3 separate regions of the Mus musculus genome follow, and regions 2 and 3 are each linked to region 1. The links are chromatin contacts, called in public HiChIP or PLAC-seq and capture Hi-C maps. All regions are on one chromosome and are shown on one strand. Each heading gives the region's core, a stretch centred on a gene start, on an enhancer-like site or on the middle of the called end of the contact. The rest is flanking DNA. Distances are from core to core; before and after follow the strand shown. Region 1 holds the start of Spag9 (sperm associated antigen 9). Region 2 holds the start of Rsad1 (radical S-adenosyl methionine domain containing 1). Region 3 holds the start of Mycbpap (MYCBP associated protein).

Evidence for each region. HiChIP or PLAC-seq counts read pairs in DNA pulled down with a chosen protein or histone mark. Capture Hi-C pulls out chosen DNA fragments and counts their contacts.
Region 2: an H3K27ac HiChIP or PLAC-seq map of stem cell-derived neural progenitor cells shows a contact between it and region 1, with 3 times the contacts expected there. The contact joins the promoter of Rsad1 here to the promoter of Spag9 in region 1. A contact is called at or near these places in 1 of 484 Hi-C or Micro-C datasets (embryonic stem cells) and 3 of 115 datasets of contacts at active chromatin or transcription factors (pancreatic cancer cells, stem cell-derived neural progenitor cells and thymic regulatory T cells).
Region 3: a capture Hi-C map of embryonic stem cells shows a contact between it and region 1, with 2.8 times the contacts expected there. The contact joins the promoter of Mycbpap here to the promoter of Spag9 in region 1. A contact is called at or near these places in 1 of 115 datasets of contacts at active chromatin or transcription factors (pancreatic cancer cells) and 1 of 9 other capture datasets (embryonic stem cells).

Annotation. Positions count from the first base shown.
Region 1 is chr11:93,993,490-93,997,964 of GRCm38.p6, reverse strand. It overlaps Spag9 (sperm associated antigen 9), which reads right to left and starts at 1,874. Exons shown (of 29, transcript NM_027569.3): 1 at 1,392-1,874. The coding sequence starts at 1,694.
Region 2 is chr11:94,546,791-94,551,265 of GRCm38.p6, reverse strand. Rsad1 (radical S-adenosyl methionine domain containing 1) reads left to right here and starts at 2,059. Exons shown (of 9, transcript NM_001013381.2): 1 at 2,059-2,283; 2 at 2,662-2,795; 3 at 2,903-3,107. The coding sequence starts at 2,149.
Region 3 is chr11:94,519,182-94,523,656 of GRCm38.p6, reverse strand. It overlaps Mycbpap (MYCBP associated protein), which reads left to right and starts at 2,155. Exons shown (of 19, transcript NM_170671.2): 1 at 2,155-2,257. The coding sequence starts at 2,212.

The DNA.
Region 1 (4,475 bases), core at 625-3,124:
TAAAGGCCTTGATCTGTTTTATAAACCAAGAAACTAACGGGGCTGTGGCCTTGTCTTCTTTTCAACCCTCCCTCCGTGTTTATTTGTAAACATACTCTTGAAATAAAGTCAATTTTGTTTGGCAAATTCAATGCCTTTCTTTAAGATAGGTGGACTGCAAAATCTCAATTACAAAGCGCCACTATAATCATGACTTTAAAAAAAAAAAAAAAGAATCATTTACCTGAATGCAGAGGCACAAATAACAAAATAAACTGCCTATTTAATGCTAGGAACTGAGCTGCCAAACAAATGTCACATTCTTCTACCGCGTCATGTAGTTTTGAAAAACAACACGTGGTTCCTTCGATAATTAGTCTCCTTCAATCACCATGTATTTAGCTAGGTACAGTAGATGTCTGGCACAAAAACAAGGAGAGCATTTTGACTGCCGAAGAAAGGTTCTTCAGAAACAATGCCAGGGCGCTCAGCCTGCAGGCTAAAATCCTGAACTCGCTCAAAAAGCTAGAGGATCATTTACAGCCCAGGATCCAAAAAGGCTCACACACTCAGGTGACGAGTACAAAGGTCACCGCTCAGGTGTTCGAGCAAAGAGCCAGCCAAGTGCACTTAGAAACTGCAGGATGCAAAGCAAACGCAGACAGGACAAGTGTTGTAACACTCACCCACACCTTCTCAACCCCGCCCCCCAGTCTTTATAAATAGAGGAGGCTGTCAGGGAACTGTCCAAGGTTACCACCTGACACGAAGGAGGAACATTCCTCTGTGAGGAACATTAATAAAGTAAATGAATGTACTGTATGTACTTACTGGACTCTGCTAGTCGACTTCTAAGTGGTTGACTAAGTGTTAAAATTAAATGGAAAAAAAAAAAAAGGGTACATAGGTAGACTTCCTTCTCAAGAGGATCTAAATGTCAAGAAGAAACTGACCGAAAGAGGGAGATCTCTAACTTCCCAAAGCAGCAGCAGCCCCCCCTGGAAAGGTACCGAAGCCAGCGGAACTGACACGGGCAGGACAGCACTGCCCCTCCCCATGCTAAAAGTTTGAACCCGCACCCGACTATCCTACGGTGGTCGGAAACTTCCCTAAACAAGAAGCAACCAGACACCCTCAAGTCTCCGCCCTCGGGCAGTCCCAGGTGCCCTCAGATGCCAGAGTGTCGCTTCCTCCCCCGGCCTTCCTCCCACTTCACCCCTCTCCTGGACACTCGCTGGCCTGCCTAGGCTTCCAGCACCGGCCAGTGTCCCGGGGTCCCGAGACGCTGCGGAGCACTGTCCCGGGCCCTGGATTCGGGCCTGCCCTTCAGGAGTCCACCCTGGCGCGTTGGTGCGCCTGGCGCGCCCAGCGTCCCCAGCCCGGCTGCGACCCCCGCCCCCGCCGGCCCTCACCTCCTCGGCGTGCTTGCGCAGCGCCTTCTCCCGCTCGTACTGGGTGATGAGCTGCTCGTTGTCGTCCCGCAGCAGCTCCAGCTCCACCTGGTGCTCCTGGTCCTGCGCGAACACCGAGTCCAGGTTCTCCAGCACGGCCACCACCAGTGGCATCAGCTCCTTGACCACCTCCTCATCGTAGCGCCCGATGAGCCGCTCGAACTCGCGGTAGATGGAGCCGGCCAGGCCGGACACCCGCTCTGACATCACGGCCCCGGAGCCTCCGGGCTCCTCCTGGTATACCACACCGTCCTCCAGCTCCATGGTGGCGGGCGGGCGGGCGGCCCCGGGCGTCGCCGGCTGAGGGGTGGCACGGGCCCGCACGGGACGGGCCCGGCGGAGGCTGGGGCTGGGGCTGGGCCCCGCGGGGTGGGGGCCGGAGCCCTGGCCAAGGAGGGGAGGGGTGGGGTGAGCGCACTCGCCCCAACCGCCGCTGCACCAACTGCCGGGGCGGCCCGGCCGCGCGCGCTACGCGTCACCCGTGGGGCGGGGCCAGCGCCGCGTCGCCCCGGTGGGCGGGGCCCCGCGGGAGGCCAGGCGCGGACGAGGGGCGGGGCCTGGCGGCGGCGTGCGCCGGCTGTGACGCCAACACCCGGCGCCGCGCGCGCGCGGACCGAGAGGTGAGAGGTGGAGGAAGTGACAGCCGGAGGCTGCGTTGGCTGGGCGTTCCCAGAGGAAAGGGAGGGGCTCTGAAGACTGACAACTTTCCCCAGGAGGCTGCAAGCGTTTTCTTCGCCTTTTTACGGCTCATCCCGCGCCTTCTTGGTGCGCCAGACGTGTGGACCCTGCTTAACAGACAAAGAAACTAGGGCCAGGGAAGTTGCGGGTTAGTCAAGGTCATACCGCTAGAACAGGAAAGAGGCAGAGGCGAGACTCTCTCTACTTCCTACTGAGAATTCTGGACTCAAAGGAAAACAGTGGATGAGGGAAAAAGCTGTAACTAGAATGACTGCCTAGAGGATCAGGTTGCCTCGAGTACGATAGTACACTTTGATGTTAAGGAAGAGTAAGGATAGCCTTAACCAGAAGAGCGAAGCGTCTGGAGAAGGGAAAATGAGTACCACTTTTTGCATTTTGCCAAACACTGGGTCCCTCTGCTCCCTGCCTATGAGAAAGACAGTTCTAGGCTGCAGCCACTACCACCGGTCCCTCTCTGATCTTGAGAGGGAGGTGGGGCTGGGAAGTGAGAGAAGAAGCAGAGGAGGCTATGGGGTGGAGTCAGTGGTGGAATAAGTCCCATGATACATGAAGTCACCTATCTTGGGAGTGCGTCACTCGTGGGGAATGCCACAACACCCTAGCCTTGGGCAGGCTGAGTCAGAGATTACTTCCGTGTATTCTCATCTTCCAGTCTCAAGTTTGGCGGAAGACACTCGCAAAAGCCTCTTCCCTTTGCCATAGCTGACTCAGATACACCGACTCCGACTCATCTAAATATATGGGAAGAACAGAGAGGATTTAAATAGACAAGTTATTAGGGAGAAGACTGGCTACCTCCCGGAGTCCTAAATACCCTGTTTGGTGTTTAGAAGTTTCAGATCATCCCCAAAGTCTCCCACACTTCCATCTCCCTGGAAACCACCAAAAGCTCTGTGGAGGTTGACCCAGTGCAAAAGGACAAAGATGAAAACTGTCAAAACAATTTCCCGAACCCCTGCGCCACTACCCTTAGTTTGTGCTCTCCCTGTCTCCCTTCCTCACCCTTACTTTGTGTATATGTCTGGATTCTAGGAATGCTGCCCAGCTAGTTGAGTATGAGCTCAAAATGCCCTATCGATTTTTAAAAAGAACTTTATTGTTTTGTTTTGTGAACTAATGTTTTGCCTGTGTGCATGTCTGGGCACCAGTCCTGTGCAGAGCCTGCCGACGGTGTCCTGTCAGCTAGAACTGGAGTTTTAGCTGGTTGTGAGCCTCTATGTATGTGGTGGGAATCAAACCCTGGTCTTCTGCAAGAGCAGCCAGTCCTCTTAACTGCTGAGCCTATTTCTTCAGGCACCTATCACTTCTTAATCTCACCTTGAAAACGGAGGAAATCTTGCTATGAATATTCTCTCTCCCTTCCCTACCCCTTCATGAGTGACGCCACTCAGTCTTCCTAAGTAACTCTGTTTTCCTGGGAGTCAGAGATGGAAGACTTAGAGCAAGAGTTGTTTTTTGTATTTCTACAACATTATTGTATACTTAAGAATGCTTAAAGAAAAATGTTTTTTATGTTTGCTCCTTTGTGTTTGTTTTTGTTTTGTTTTTCAAGACAGGGTTTTTCTGTGTAGCCCTGGCTGTCCTGGAACTCACTCTGTAGACCAGGCTGACTTTAAACATATAGCCATCTGCCTGTCTCTGTCTCCTGAGTGCTGGTACTAAAGGCATGTGCCACTACTTTTTTCTAATTATTGCATTTTGTTTGTGGAGGCCAGAGTCAGTTCTTTTCCTTCCACCATGTAAATCCCAGGCATTCAATTCAAGTCACCAGTCTAGGAAAACTGTAAGCTCCAGGCCAACCTGGACCACAGGAAAAACCTTGCTTCAATGCATAAAATGTAGGGGTCAGTGAAATGGCTCAGCAGGTGAGGGTGCCTGCTACCACCTTCTGGCGACCCGAGTTCAATCCCATGCCTTACAGGGGAGGAAGAGAGGACCACCTCCCACAAGTTGTCCTCTAACCTTCACTCACCTGATGCAGCACATACATAAATAGAATGTAATTTTAGGTTTTTCTATTACTAGAAGAGTAGAGTGGAGAGATTCCTTAGTGTTTAAGACAGGTACTGGTCTCTGTCAAAAAAAAAAAAAAAACCAAAAAAAAAAAAAAAAACTAACAAGTACTGCTCCTGCTGTGAAGTCAGGTTCAGGCAGCTCACAACCACCTGTAACTCCAACTCCAGGGAATCCAGAAACCACTTCTGGCCACTAAGAAGCACTGCACTTCATACATACATGCACACACACACACACACACACACACACACACACTCCACAAATACAGGCATAATGGGAAAAATAAACAGAGCTTGAGGAAAGGCCCATACCACCAAGCCTTAAACCTTG
Region 2 (4,475 bases), core at 810-3,309, 550 kb before region 1:
CATGCACACACAAATAAACAAAATGAAAAAATGCAAAAAAAAAAAAAAAAAACCACAAGTATCAGTCATAGCAAGATGGTAGTGAAGGGATTTTGACCTGCCGTTTCTAAAACCAGCTCTCTTCTCCTAACACCGTCTGCCTCCTGAGCCATTAGATCATTGGCAAGAGATGTGACTCTCTTAGACCTAGCTGTCTGAAGTAGGTTTAATTTTCACTGGCTTAGCCCCATGGACAGAGCATTCAGTCCTGTTACATGAAGAGTGTGTATTACAGCAAGGGAGAGAAGAAGGCCAGGATGTCCTGAGGCTGGTGCCCTAGGCTTGGGAGGGCGCCTGGTGTAGATAGAGCCTCATCTGTGTGTGCCCCACTCCAACCGCAGCTGAAGGACAGGAAAACAGCACTCCCTAAGTTGTATGCTCTAGAGCCACATAGTGCTGGGCTAACACACTGAAAGACAATCCTTCTTCTAGAGGGGACCAGAACAGAGAGTGTGGCCTGTTCTGACTGGTTCTTCCTGGATGCTGTACTCCGAACACCTTACTTTCTTGAGGAAGAACTGCTTTACGACAACTCGACTCCAAAGCCCATGATCGTTCCATTCTGGGGCATAGCTCCTCCAAGCCCCTCACATGTGTCCTGCCTCTCCTGCACACACCATTGCTGCGACCTCTTCCATCTGATGCCAAGGACTGGCCTGACTCAGAGACCACAGCCCACCCTCCCTGCCAAGCCAGTTCCCAGTGGAATTCTTTTCTTCTCTTTCCCCTCCCTCCCTTCCTTTAAAAAAATATTTATTTTATTTCATGTGTTTTGCCTGCATATGTCTGTGCACCATGTGCATGCTGGAGGAAGTCTGGAGTTTCCGACTTACAGATGGTTGTTAGCCACAGTGTGTGGGTGCAGGGTCCTCCGCAAGAGCCGATAGTGCTCTTAACTGCTGAGCCAGCCCCTCCAGCCCTGCTTCCTTTTTTCTGAAACATTGTCTCATGCAGTCAGCCAGACCTGGATTATAGGGCTGTTCTGCCACACATGACTTTTTTTTCTTTTTTTTAAACAAAGTTTTATTTATATTTAAATTTTATTTATTTTTAAATATATGTGTTTGTACGCCTGCGTGCCAGAAGAGGTCATTAGGTCACTTTATAGATGGTTGTGAGCCACCATGTGGTTGCTGGGACAGCCTCAGGTTTTACTTTCTCTCTCTCTCTCTCTCTCTCTCTCTCTCTCGTTTGTTTAAACGTAATTGGGTATTTTGCCTGTATGTATGTATGTATGTATACAGTATTTATGCCACAATTATTGATTTTATTATTGTATCTGTGTGTATTATGTGCACACATGAGTTTGCTAGAAGGTGCACCCATGGAGGCAAAAGGACCACTATGTGGAGCGAGGCTCTCTCCCACTACATATTTGGCATCCAGGGACCATTCTGCTTTGTAGGGCAACTGTCCGTTCCTTGCTGAGCCATCATGTCTTTCCCCCTCTTTTGTTTCTATGAGATAGGCTCTCACACTGTAGCCCAGGCTGGCTTGGAACTCCCACAATCCTCCGGGAGTTCTAGTATTCCAGGTGTGAGCCACCGCCCCTGGCTTCCAACGATTTTCTGTTCCTCTAATACCCAGCCCGTGAGCTTCCTTTCCGCTGACTCCCACGCACACTTCTGTAGGCCCACCAGCTCACAGCCAGTTACCTAGTACCGAATTAACTCTTAACTTGGTTAGTGTCTCCCCTGCCAGTTAGACTGACCTGATTTTAGTAGGCCTGGCTTTCAGATCTGAGCCAGGTACACACCAATCTAAGTAACTGACTGAAAAAAACCCAAACAAACAAAGAAATCTTGTATGAGTCAATAAAGTCGCTCTGACACAGGGAGCCAAGAGGCTGGCGGGGCATTCTGCGTCCTTGGCAAAAGATAGACTGGCTGTGTCCTTGAGAACGAATAGGCTGTGTGTGCAACAGTGTCCACCAGGTGGCGCCGCAGACACGAGGCCGTGGGCTCTCTAGCCACTCCGGGAGAGGCAATACGAGGTCACGCAGCCCCTCTGACTTCCGCCAGGGCTATCCACGCGGCCCAGCCCCGGGTACACCCCTGCTGGGCACGCTGTCGAGGTCTCGCATCCCTCCTTTCTGCCGCCTTGCGCGCCATGGTTCCCTCCGGGGTCCGGACCGGCAGATGGGTGGCAGCGGCCAGGGCGGCCCAGCGGCGCCCCCGTGTGGACAGCTTGGGACAGCCTCCGAGTCCTGAGTCCGCGAGCACGCGTGCGGCGCTTTACGTGCACGTGAGTGAGTAGGGGAGAGCAGAAGGAGGCGGTGGCCGTGGCTGTTCCGTTCATAGCCCACATGCACGCTGTCCGTGCCTAACATTACATCTGGTACAACATCTGCCCGCGTCATTCGCCACCGGAATAAGTGTTTGGCCAAAAACCTCAAGTCTGGTGCTTACTAGCTGGGTGTCCCTCTTGGAACCTGTTTTGTCTCACGAAAGTGGGCATAGTAATCTCATCGCCATCTGCCCACGGGACGCAGAGTGGCTTAGTTGTCGCAACCACCGCTGACCAACCTCAGAATGGGAACGGGGATGTGTGAGATAAACCCTGGAAGTGGCCTGGGCAGCCCAGAGCCCCGCCTTAGCTCACACACGCATCCCCTGTCCCCAGTGGCCTTATTGCGAGAAACGCTGCAGCTACTGCAACTTCAATAAGTACATCCCCCGCGGCGTGGAGGAGGGGACCGTGCGGAATTGCCTGGTGACTGAGGCAAGGACGCTGCTGCGGCTCAGCGGGGTGCAGAGGTCAGTACTGGGGACATTAGACAAGGTCTTGGGCGGAGAGGACACTACAGGAGGATGTTCCCCAAGGGTTTTCCCCGGGGTTTTATGTCTCCATCCTCTTCCTCCAGAGTAGAGTCTGTGTTCTTTGGTGGAGGAACCCCGAGTCTGGCCAGTCCCCACACTGTGGCTGCTGTCCTGGAGGCTGTGGCTCAGGAAGTCTACCTGCCTGCCGATTCGGAAGTCACCTTGGAGGCTAACCCCACTTCAGCCCCAGGTCCTAGGCTGGCAGCTTTTGGAGCAGCAGGAGTGAACAGGTTGTCCATTGGTTTACAGGTGACCTACCTCACTCACCCTACCCCAGTGCTCCCAGATCCTAGGATGGTGTTTAGTCATTGAGAAAACATTTCTGGGCACCAGGGTCTAGTACACAGTAGATTGTGTAGTGACACTTTTCTTACTGTTTGTCTCTTGACATATTGGCCCATACACTTCCTGAGGCAGGCTTTGGCATCATCATCATCAACATCATTATTGTTATTATTATTATTATTAATGTCTTCGTTATTTTGAGACAGGGTACCCTATAGCTCAGGCTAGCCTCAAATTTTATATGTAGCCAAGGGTTGACCTTGAGCTCCTGACTCTTCTGTCTCCATCTTAATACTAGGACTACAGACATGTGCCACCATGCCCAGTTTGTATAATAATAAAAATCAAACCCCAAGGCATGTAGGCAAGCATTCCACAAAGAGCTATATCACTAGCTGCCATTATTTTATTATTATTATTATCATTATGACTTTGAGACAGGAGCTCACACTGTAGCCCAGGTTAGCCTCAAACTCCCAGCAGTCTTCCTGCCTCAGCCTTCCAACTCCTGGAATTACAGGCCACAAGGCCCAGCTGGCTTAACCCTTTATAGTCTAGGCGTTTCATGTAGTACCTGCCACATGGTAGGTGCTGCACAGGTGTGGGTAAGGGATGGTGCAGTGGTTAGAGCACTTACTGGGCAAGTGTAAACCAGCCCTTGGATCCTCACCCACCCACACAAACGCTGGCTGGGTATGGCAGCCTGCCTGCAATCCCAGCACTTGAGGGCACAGATGAAGGAATCCGCCCTTCGCCTTGCTTAATGCTGGCTAGCCAGACTTAACCGTATCAACTGTGGTTTCGACTCAGTGAGTAAGGTAGCAAAAAATGAAGGAAGATGGGCTGGAGACACGGCTCAGAGGTTAAGAGTGTTGTTGGCTGCTCTTCCAGAGGACCTGGGTTCAATTCCCAGCACCCACATTGTGATTCATAAGCACCTGTAATGAGATCTGGTGCAGGCACGAATGCAGGCAGAATCCTGTATAATAAATAAATAAATCTATAAAAAGGTAAAGAAGACCCCCATTGTCAACCCTGAGCTTCCACAAACACACACACACACACACACACACACACACACACACACTCACCCCTGCCCTCACACACATGTGAACACATATATACATAGGCACACTTCACATATATAGACATGAAAGAAAGGAAGGGAAAAAAAAATACAGGATGCGGCTTGTTCTGTGATTGGAGACCTGGAACAGGCTGGCAGCCGGACCATGGCACAGTAACTGCTACCTCTAGAGGAACCTCCGAAGGCTTATTAGAGTACTGAGGGGAGCCCAGCCTGATGAAATCCTGGAAGCCTTCCTGGAGGAA
Region 3 (4,475 bases), core at 906-3,405, 530 kb before region 1:
GACTCCCAAGCATCTTGAGAGCAGGAGGAGGCATGTCTTACCTTTCCCCATTTTGCACAGGGCTCCTAAGTAATGGTGTGTTCCTTGGGAGTGAATGGCCCCATCTCCCTTTGGAGGGTACTCGGTCAACTGCGTCTGAGGACTATTCTTTATCCAGAAGACATTCTGGGTTGGCCTAGACTGTTAGATCTGTACGAATTTGAGGTGCTCTTAGCTAACACGTTCATATTTTTTTAAAAGTTATTTCATTCTTTTTGAGATAGATAGGGTCACACTGTGTTAGCTAGGGTGCCCTGGAACTCACTATATAGCCTAGGGTGGCCTCAAACTCACTACTCTCTTGCCTCTCCCTCGCCAGTGTTATTCCAGACATGCATGGGCAGTCTTTTAACTGACAAGTAATGATTGCTTATGTTTATAGGGTACACGTGATGTTTTGATACCCTCCCCTTTCATCCCTCATTAGCTTTACAGAAAATGTGTATGAGCCCTCAACACTGAGACCCATTCTCAGAAATTTCTGTTGGTTCCTGCCCGCTCTGTTTCTTACAGATTAATGCACAATGAAGATAGTTAGGAATGCACAAATCCTCCCTTCTAGAACACTCCCTAGTCCCAAGTTATGAGAAAAAGACACACACGGAAGAGTGTTTGCCAGAAATGCTAACCACAGCAAAATCCGTATACCAGTCACTTTAACCAACTCAGACACGGGTTGTTTTTGCCTCCTTTCCTTTTCCTCTTTTGCTCTTTTTTTTTCTTTTTTCTTGACATGGTTTTATATAGCCCACACTGGTCTAAAATCCTCTGTGTAGCACCGGATGACCTTGAACTTCTAATCCTCTTGCCTTTATCTCCCAAGTGGGAGGTCTTCTTTAGATCCACACTAGTCTACTGCTCTCACCACCCTGAGCAAGAGATAAGATGTAGAACCCACCACATTCCGGAAGGGCTATTTTTGTTTTTAAGCATTGCACAATTGAAGTGACTACCTGCCTGGTACCTACATACCTTCCCTTGACAAACCATACCAGCTAGGGACTAGCTCAATGACAGAACACTTGCCTAGTGTGTACAAGGCCCTGAGTTCAATTTCCAGTGTTGGAAAACAGAACCAAACAAAGTTTCATTTACCCATGCTTGGAGATGCAGCACATCTGTAGGCTCACTGTTGGGAGTTAGATAGAAGGATCTGGATTAACCCCTGCCTTAGCTGTAGTAGTAAAGTCTGAGGATAACATGGGTTAAAAGAAATATCTTTAAAAAGAAAAGGAGAAAAACAAAAACCATGAGCCCTCCTCGGGGAGGTTGTCACGTAGCCTGCCGTTTTGCTGCTAGAAGCTCTTTCCTTCTCCACAACTCAGTCTGTCATTCATGCACACCACATTTCTCAAAGAAACAGTAGCTCCAACGCGCACTCCCTAACCCCCCATACCTCATTTTCATAACCTGTCCCTTGGAGGACACAGGTGACAGAGCATCTCCCTGGAGTGTCCTAAATGCCGCCCCAAGTGTCCCTGAAGTGAACTGAACCAGAGATGCTGTGAGTGTGACTGAGAAGGGAGGCTGCCCTTGGAGCATGTGTCCAGTCACAGGGAGCGAGGTCGAGAGGAGTTTGTAGTAGTCCTGGAGAGGGATCCAACCTCAGAAACAAACCTGATAATTTCTGAATGCTTTAGAGCTCTGGGTAAAAATGAATAAAGGAAGGAAGGAATGACGTGGATACACTTAGAAATGTGAGGTAACGGGAAAGTACATCTTCACGAGAACCAAAGGCAGCATGTCTATGCAAAGACCCCAAATCTGGTAAAAGTCTGACTGGCCTAGGAAGTGATGGCTGATTAGTGGGCAGGGCAGATGACAGGCCGGTGGAGGCGGAGTCTGGGGCACTTAAACTAGGAAAAGTAGTCAATGCATGGTCAGCCTGGTGTGAGATGAGCGTGCCGGAAGCCTGAAGACTGGTCAGCAAGCGGTGACCCAGAGCAGAAACATCTGGGGAGTCTAGGTGGGAGATCCTATGGCGGCCGAGGTTGCTACTGTCCCCATTCCAGTCACTCAGCTTCGGCCAGTTCCTACAGCAACCCTTTGTCAGGCCCAGTCGATGACGCCTTGGCGCTCTTTAGCGCCTCCTGTGACGTCAAGAGTCTGACCGGGGCATTCTCGGGGTCTGCGAACAAGCCTAAGGAGCCGCTTGCGGTGCAGGAGCGCGTCATGATGAAGAAGATTACTGAAAGGCAGTCCCCGCTCAAGTTGCTCGGTGGGTGCGCGCCCCCTGCGCGTGGCGCTGGTTGCTATGGACGCTACGGCGGCCGCTTGAGGGCGGGATCGCGGCGGGGGCTGCCGCGCTGCGCAGTCATCTTAGGGGCGGGGAGCACAGGGCCAAGGCAGGTAACCCCGGACGGCACCATGAAGGCCATCAAGAAGGAATCCCGTCTCAAAATGCCAACCAGCAAGATCCTGGAGAACGCAGAGAGCGTCAAAGGTTGGCCCTGGAGGCCTTGGGTGCTCAGGAAAAAACAAAACAAAACATACAGGGATGCTTGGGAAGGGATTAGGACGCAACAGATACCAGGGAGGGTCACTGTAGCCTTGGAGTACAAAACATGGGCAGAAATCTCAGAAGGGAGGCACAGGGTCCTGATGTTTGGTGGAGGTAACATGGCAAGTGAGGTACTAAGAGAGAGCTTCCGGGGTCAGTGGCAGGGGACAAGCCTTGGGACAGGAGGAGTAAGAGAGCTCCAACTCAAATCATATATTAGGGTGGTACAGGTGGCAGACTCCTGGGATGAGATGCCCAAGAACCAGGGAGCACCTGATGAGGTTCTTGGGAATTGAAGCAGGGGCCACCTAAGAGTCTTGGGGGGGGGGGGAATCCACAAGTAAAAATAACACCCAAAACTCTTAACTCCATTGGTTTCAGAGTGCTATTTATGTCTTACCACTTGGCCTTTCTAGCCTTGTGACAGATATCTAGTTTAACGTGAACTACCGTGATTGTTTCCATTGGCAACCACTCCCCTTTTTGAAAATTTCCAGCTGGGGATGGAACCCAGGGTCCCTGTGTATGCTAAGCAAGCATTCTGCTACTGAGGTATCCCTTGCTCTGTTTTTTATTTATGGAGGTCTGTCCTGTGCAGACACTGGTTGACACTGGGATTGTGATTCCAACCCTCAAGAAACACAATCAAGACCAGGAGGAATAGCAACAAACTTAGCAAACCAAATATGGACACCTATGGAAGTTATGGGTGCTCAGAGAGAGCTTCTGAACTAGGCCTCAGTTGGTAGACTTAGAGGGAAGGGTTTTCTGCAGTAGATGGCATTAAAGAAAAAGATAACTTAAAAAAGAAAAAAAAAAAAAAAAAAGGAAGGGCTTGCTTTCCTGGGCTCAGAGAGCAGTGCGAATTCATGGATCAAAGAGCATAGGATCCAGAGAACTCAGTGCAGCTAGGCAGGGGCCAGACCATGAAAGGGCTTCCCAAGCAAAGTCAGAAAGTCTTGGTGTGTGACCTTGCAGGCCCTGAGGGGACCCAGCCTCCTAGCGCTGGTACAGCACACAGTGAGGAGAGGGCAGGCCTAGAGTCAGTAGAATCCCCTTGGGAGGCTCAGAGAACTAACAAGATTCTAGTGGGTTTTTTTGTTTTGTTTTGTTTTGGTTTGGTTTTTTTTGATTTGTCTTTCTTTTATGTCTCTTCATAGTATAAAAAGCTGGTGCTGTTTCATGACATACTTTTAGTAGTTGAGAGAGAGAGAGAGAGAGAGAGAGAGAGAGAGAGAGAGAGAGAGAAGAGAGAGAGAAATCAGTTTCCTTTCCCAAGGGCAGCCAAGGGCTCTCCTGGCCATTGCCTCGTGCTCACCTACTTTCAGGGCGATCTTAATCAGATTTGAACTTTCTGCTGTAAACAGATCAAGGAAGGATTTTTTTCCACCGAGTGTTTGTTTTTAATAAGGCAAGGATTCCGTTTGTTAAATAGGCTTTGAGTTAAAAGCATACACCAGAGTGAGGAGGGAAAAAAAATTAAAATGTTTAACATGCAAGGTCCCTTGAACTTTTGGGAGGTAGCGTGCCTGCCTCCCCAGTGTCACATGTCCAGCCCACAAGCATGATCTTTTAGCCTTGTGCTGTGTGTCTCTGAGTCTCTGATCTGTGAGCTTTAGAAAGGCAACATTGATTAAACATGTCTAGGAACCTGTTTAAGCGGCCTGAACTCCCCACTGAGTCCTGTGGCTCTCCTTGGCCTTGTTGCTAAGCAACCAGTAAATCAGATGCCCCTGGACCCCAAGACTCCAAGGACAGCTCTGCTCTTCCTGCCTTGGTTCCCCCAGCTCAACCCTGAAGTCGGTTTCTCAAAGATTTTCAGCTGAGGAACATTTGTGTAAGAAGTAGGAAAAAAACCAGATCCCATCTCTACCCTGTCTGTTACTCCCCCTCTTCCTGACCCCTTAACAACAACTCTTGCCTAAGCTCCAACAGA